Regions from separate parts of the Mus musculus genome. Here region 2 is linked to region 1. A link is a contact called in public Hi-C data. All regions are on one chromosome and are shown on one strand. The core of a region is the stretch at or near the end of the contact, and the rest is flanking DNA. Distances in the headings are between cores, read along the strand shown.

What was found. Hi-C and Micro-C count contacts between places; a contact is called where the count stands out from the background.
Region 2: a contact with region 1 is called in a Hi-C map of embryonic stem cells, with 2.7 times the contacts expected there. The contact joins two enhancer-like sites. A contact is called at or near these places in 1 of 15 datasets of contacts at CTCF or cohesin (embryonic stem cells), 19 of 484 Hi-C or Micro-C datasets (bone marrow-derived macrophages, embryonic stem cells, induced pluripotent stem cells and 3 more), 5 of 115 datasets of contacts at active chromatin or transcription factors (embryonic stem cells and expanded potential stem cells) and 1 of 9 other capture datasets (embryonic stem cells).

What each region holds. Positions count from the first base shown.
Region 1 is chr16:90,010,477-90,013,548 of GRCm38.p6, reverse strand. It overlaps a transcript of Tiam1 not described here. Among named protein-coding and RNA genes, the nearest start is that of Tiam1, 51 kb to the right of the region's middle. Within about 2 kb of position 1,573, at least 46 of the 459 cell types and tissues checked have an H3K27ac peak or open chromatin away from gene starts, as enhancers often do. A contact at or near this core is called in embryonic stem cells, where this site is marked.
Region 2 is chr16:90,164,239-90,167,310 of GRCm38.p6, reverse strand. No RefSeq gene overlaps it. Among named protein-coding and RNA genes, the nearest start is that of Gm10789, 24 kb to the right of the region's middle. Within about 2 kb of position 1,555, at least 9 of the 459 cell types and tissues checked have an H3K27ac peak or open chromatin away from gene starts, as enhancers often do. A contact at or near this core is called in embryonic stem cells, where this site is marked.

The sequences.
Region 1 (3,072 bases), core at 324-2,823:
ATAAAACTGAAGACAGACATTTAATGGGCTGGTGTCTTGGCTTTGATGTCCGAGCGAGGCAAGGCTTTCCTGTCTGGGCAGGGGACACTTCGTTGTTTTTATGAACTCAAAGTTAAAAATCTTAATGGGTTTTAATGACCGTAAATGTCGTATTGAATTTCAGCTTGGGAGGTTTCAGATAACACCCCTCCCTAATTGGGGTGTTTTCCTCATCTCTTGGGTTATAATATATACCCAAGACACAAAATCTTCCAATTAAAAAAAAAATAAAAAAAACTTGGAATTTTGTAACTTTTACTCTGAGAAACATAAACTTTTGAGATCTTTTAGCCAAAGGAAAATATTTTTTCCCTCTGTGGACCCAAACAGTCCATTCTGTCAGCCAAAAGGAGTAATTTCCTTTCCCTGTCGGGGGGTTTGACGTCATAATGTATGCAATTAATCAATTTAGATGATCTAACTAAGCTTTATTCTTTTAAGGGAAATATTAATAGATTGTTATAATACTCTAAGTCCAAAGCATTCCAGTTTGAAATGAAACCAAGAATTTTACAATGCACTGGTGGGGATTTCAAGGAGGAAACCTCTCTTGCCTTGTAGACATGTTTTATGTATGTATGTATGTATACATATGCACACACATGTATGGGAATTTACATGCTAAGTTAGATGAACAACCACGGTCACAAGCGTTCATTGCTCTGACATAGCCTTGTAACAAACAAATCTGTCTTATGGAGTTACCTCCCCCTCTTAGTTCTGGCAAAGAGAGCCTTTGATTACGTGGGAAGAGCAGGGAGGAAGAAGAGACGTTGAGACTGACAGCTGCTTCACCATCAGATAACAGGCTAAGTGGTCGGGTGGTCAGCTTCGTGACCTCACGCCACACAGACTTGTTCTCCCAAGTAGCCAAAGCTCTTGTTATTTAAATTGATACCCAGGGACCAAGCAAGCATCATCCCACACTCGAGAATGACAAGCTATACCTCAGGGTGGTCAAGTTCTGCCTGTACCAAGAATCTGAGGAAGACAGCACGGCTGGCATCGAGATCAGCGTAGTTGGATGTTTGACATGGCTGTATCTGTTTCATTTTGAGTAGATTAAAATTATGTGATTTTTATTTAAAATATACATCCTCACATGTCCCTTGATGGCACACACCATTACTGTTACATGGGAAACCAGGCCTGGTCTCCCTCCGGCTCACCTTTTCCTTTTCCTTAGTTTTGCTCATTCAGAGAGACAGCACAAAAAGTAAGATTGTTTTAAAATTTTCCATGCCACCCTGAGAACAGGTGCTCCCTTTGTGAATTCAAGGGGGTGAACTCATGTGGCCATGTCAGCCTGTTTCAGCCCCGGTTCTGAGGAACAAAGGCGTGTTCTTCGCTCTGAAGATTGACGTTTGCCTGCAGAGATTAGGCACTTCCTGTGACCCCGGGGTCCCAAGGCTGCTGTTGCAGAGGGGGACGTCAAAGGAAGCCCAGTGAGGCCTATGGGCCTTGTGGCTGCACAGGGGCAGGCCACAGCTTGCTCAGGCCTTCTCCAGGGCGCTCACAGCTCACATTCCACAGCACGGCACTGAAAAGCCTCCACTTCCTTTGTTCTCTCTGAATGGCCAGTGTGGAGGCCTGGTGTATCTATCCATCCGTTCCTTCAGATCCTTCTGTCCGCTTCCTTCTGCCCTCCACCATGTGCTGCGGGAAGCGGCCCGGCATCCTCGCATTTTGACTCCTGGAGTGGAATGAAAGGGCTTCTTTTTCTAGAGAGAGGTTTGTTTCACACAGAACCGCCTTTGACAGGGAAGACTCCCCCCGCCAGCAAGCGGAGGACATAACGGGTTGGCGCCAGGCCAGCGAGGGTGGCTGTGGACCGGGACGAGGTTTTATCAAGTCTTCACCCCGTCAGCTCCTTTCTGGCACGGGGTGTTGGGTGCGTTAAGCCCAAGTGTTCTGGTCGGTCCGATCGTAATCCTGTAGATTAGACGCCACGTGGAGACCACGAGGGTCTGAGGTGTGCAGGCGATTCGCAAAAAAATGTCCCAACGAACAGGAAGGACGGTTCCAAAGTGGCGCCAAGAAGGCGTTTAATTTATACACAAGTGCGCTGTACAAGTGGCAGAGCGTCTTGCCAGCATTTTCTCTGTGTAAACTTTCAGGAAACAGAGTAGATGGTGTGGTTTGTGGTTTATTTTAGGGAAAATGGGATTGACTCTCTGAACTCTTCTTTTCTGGAATTTTTTTTTTCCCCAGAAGCGAGAAATGAAAAGAGAAGGGCCTAAGGAAAGCAGAAGGCAACCTGAAGTGACAATACCTTTAAAAAACTCTTATCTCTGTGTGGGGGCGTGCGTGCGTGCGTGCGTGCGTGCTTGCGTGCGTGCGTGGAGGCCACAGAACTACTTGCAGGAGTCAGTTTTCTCGTACTGCCCTGTGGGTCGTGGGATTTGAACTTCGACAGTTGGGTTTGGTGACAGACCTCTTTACTCCTGAGCCGTCTCACGAGCCTAATATTGTCTTTTGATGAGAAAGGATGGTACTTGCCAGTCTTGCACTTTTGGCCAAGCCTAGCCTTTGCCTCCGTCTGTTAGAGCTTGAGTAAGATTGATGGCTTCCCATGCTGCTCCTCCCTTCAGCGGTTCTACTTCTTCACAGCCGAGCACGGCATCTGCTTCGCGAAGGGCATCTCAGCATTTTTATTTCTCTTCCTGGACGGTTTGCATTATGGGTCTGTAGTTGTATTGAAGACAAACTCTCATCCTACTAGGAAGCCTCAATACAGGTCTCGCCGGATACAGCCTCAGGCTGTTGTGCCAGGACGCGTTTAAATTTGATCTTATTTATTGACAGCCAGGTGAGAGCTGTTCTCAGGGAATCTGATTGACAAGTCCTGGCTTGTATCAGTTACTTTCCTAAAAGTTGCTAAGGTAAAATAACCACGACCGAAAGCAGCTTAAGGAAGAAAGAGTTCATTCTGGTTTATTGTTCCAAGGAAAAGTCCACAGAGGGCGGCCTGAGCAGGAAGCTGAGAGACCTGGAGAGGGTGAGGCATTAAACCCCAGTCTGTTATGTCCGTCC
Region 2 (3,072 bases), core at 306-2,805, 150 kb before region 1:
TTACTTCCAGAGGAGTCTTTGTTTCTGTCAACTCTCCCATTTTACAGGTGAGAAAGTAAAGGTACAGAAAGAATACAGTGACTTGTCTAATACATTGAAGCTGGAGGAGGGAGAGGGAGTCAACACTGGGCGTTTATGCAAAATGCCCCAGTTCGGAAAGAAAGGAAAACACTGCTCCAGGATTTTATTTTATTTTATTTTATTTTATTTGCATTAAGCTTTGTTCTTCTTAGCAAAACTAAAAGCTAGATAAGCATTCTGGGTACTCCCTGGTTCTGATTAAATGCTACTCCTGGTTCTGACAGAACTTCTGTGGGATACATTGTCTATCTTAGATAAAATCTAAGAGAGTCACACGTTCTACCACCACGGTAACTAAGGAATCCCTCTCCAGCACTTGACACCAAAGCCCCCTCCCTGGATCTGTTAGAAGCTGGTGAGGAGGAAAGAAATTGGAGCGTATCAGGTTAAACAAAGGTTTGTCTGTGCCTGGGTGTAGGGGTGTCCAGGAGACTTGATGTCCCATCTTCTGGAACTCCTCGGTTTGTGCAGCCTCAGCCACGTTGTCCCCTGTCCCTCCCAGTCCTCTGCCCCCATCAAAGGGGGCACAAAGAGGCCAGTGTCATCGTGGAGGCCAAGCAGAGTGGATTTGCTGACAGACCTCAGGGGAGAGAGAGCTGTGAATGATGGCTACTGCCCCTTCTGGCTCCAGAAACCTCACAACTGGAGTGTTTTCCACAGTGCTCATGTGGGGGCCTCAGTACGGAGAACTAGATTAAACGATATTACTGTGGTCAAACAAATCTGAGAAGTGTTGGTTTCAATGAAGTGAAATGAATTCTCTTTCTGCAGCAGGGCTTCTCAGAGCTGCTGGGCTGGGCTGGGGAGTGAACTGTGCCTCCCTTCGTGAGATTGAATAACGTTCGTCTGTGCTTGGAACACCTGACACAGAACCCTGGAAAATCGGAGTAGTTCATCTTTCTCTGAGGACTGCGCAGGCTTCATGATCATGTGACCAGAGCAGTTGCACAGGGTCCCGCAGTGGCACCTGTGTTTAATACGGTGCCATCACCACCTTGGATTCTTTGTTATCATAAGTATTGTTTTCTTGGGACACTGTCTCATGATGAAGCCTACTGTGACCTCAAGCTCACAATCTTCCTACAGTAACCTGTATATGGGCTGGAGAGGTGGCTCAGCGGTTAAGAGCGCTGGCTGCTCTTCAGAGGTCTTGAGTTCAAATCCCAGTCAACCACATGGTGGCTCACAACCATCTGTAATGGGATCTGATGCCCTCTTCTGGTGTGTCTGAAGACAGCTACAGTGTACTTATAATAAACAAACAAACAAACAAACAAACAAATAAAAACACCACCACCAACAACAAAAAATATCTGTACCGTGCTGGGATCACAGGTCTATGCCATCCTGTTTGAAACCTGTGAGGTTTGAACACGGGACCTTGCGTTTTGATTCTGTACTGGGTTGTGTAGTTTAGCTGGCCCTGCTCAGGGGTATGGGAAGAACAGATGGAGCCCAGAGAAGGGAGGGCCCCTGGTTGTTTCTCCTTTTGTTCCAGCGTCTTCTCTCCCTGCTTACTCTCTCCTGTTCTTACATTGTTTCTCTTTGTTGCGCCCTCCATTGTCTCCCCCACCCCCACCCCTTTACTCCTTTGTCTTCCACCTGTGGCCAACCAGTCCCAGAAAGGATTTAAGAAGCAGATGATTCAGCCTGACCTTGGGGTCCTCAGCCACCACCCTCCTGTTTAACCTTGCTCCATTTTCTAATGCATCTTCTTTTTTATCCCTAAAGGTTTTTTTTTGGGGGGGGGGGTGTTTTGTTTTGTTTTTTGAGACAGGGTTTCTCTGTATAGCATTGGCTGTCCTGGAACTACATTGTAGACCAGGCTGGCCTTGAACTCTCGGAGATCCACAAGCCTCTGCCTCCTGAGTGCTGGGATTAAAGTCATGTGCCACTGTGCCCAGTAGAAGATTTTTATTTTTTTTTTTAAGTGCGTGTGTGCACGCACGTGTGCACGCACGTGCATGCGTAGTGCCAGCAGAGGTCAGAGGCGTTGGATCCTCCAGTTATAGGTGATTGTGAGCCACCCAGTGTGGGTCTTGTGCAAGAGCAGAGCAGTCTGTGCTCTTAACGACCCACGCTATCTCTCCAGCCCACACCTTGCCTTTGTTAATACTCATGTTGGCACCAAGAGAAACACATTTCAAAACACTGTATGGGATAAAAGAAGATGTATTGGCTCTTTGCAACCGCAGCATATGGATGGGTGGAAACTACTGCAGGTAGAGCTGGATTCAGGATTCCAAGTGATTCTCTTCGAGCCCCTTTCCTCTGAGATCCCCACTGCTGTGGGATCTGTTATCTGGCCAGATCTTTCCTCGGGAAGTCTGAGATGGTGTCATTTGAAGACAAGAATGAATGTCCTTCAGTCCTTGGGTTACACAGCAAAACTGGAGGGGAAATTCAGAATGACCTAGTTTATGCACTTGCCCCTGGAGTGCCCTGGAGTGAGTGGGTCATGTGCCAGACTGTGTGGTCCAGTGATGATGGCTGTGGTGAGGACTCCAGCAACGCCACTTAGGGGAGCTGTCTGTGGACAACAGGCTTCTAGCACTAGCAGAATGGAGAGACTGTGTCCTACAGAGGGAAAAAGCAAGTCCTGGCGACAGACCGAACCTCCTTTGTCTTCTTCCACGACAGTCCTCCTTGCACACTCGTGCCGTGGTTGGGCTAGCCTCTGTGCACTGCAATCGCTAGCCTCCTTCTTTCCCTAAAGTGCACCCAGCCCCTCAGGCTGAGCTATAATGGATGCTCACAAAGTCCTGAGTTTGTTTTTCAGAATTCCACAAGTACTGTATTTACATAATTTCCACCCTCCTTCTCCCCTTGTTGGCCTCATGACCTATTCTTCTATATAATTATTATTGTTTCTCTCCCAACACACACCCCGGAGTCCGTTCAGTTGTTGTTCTGGGTAAATAGTTACAGCTGCTCTCTTGGGAGTACACAACCCCTCCGAGGACCTGGCCTTGACTGGTTTTCCTTTCTAAG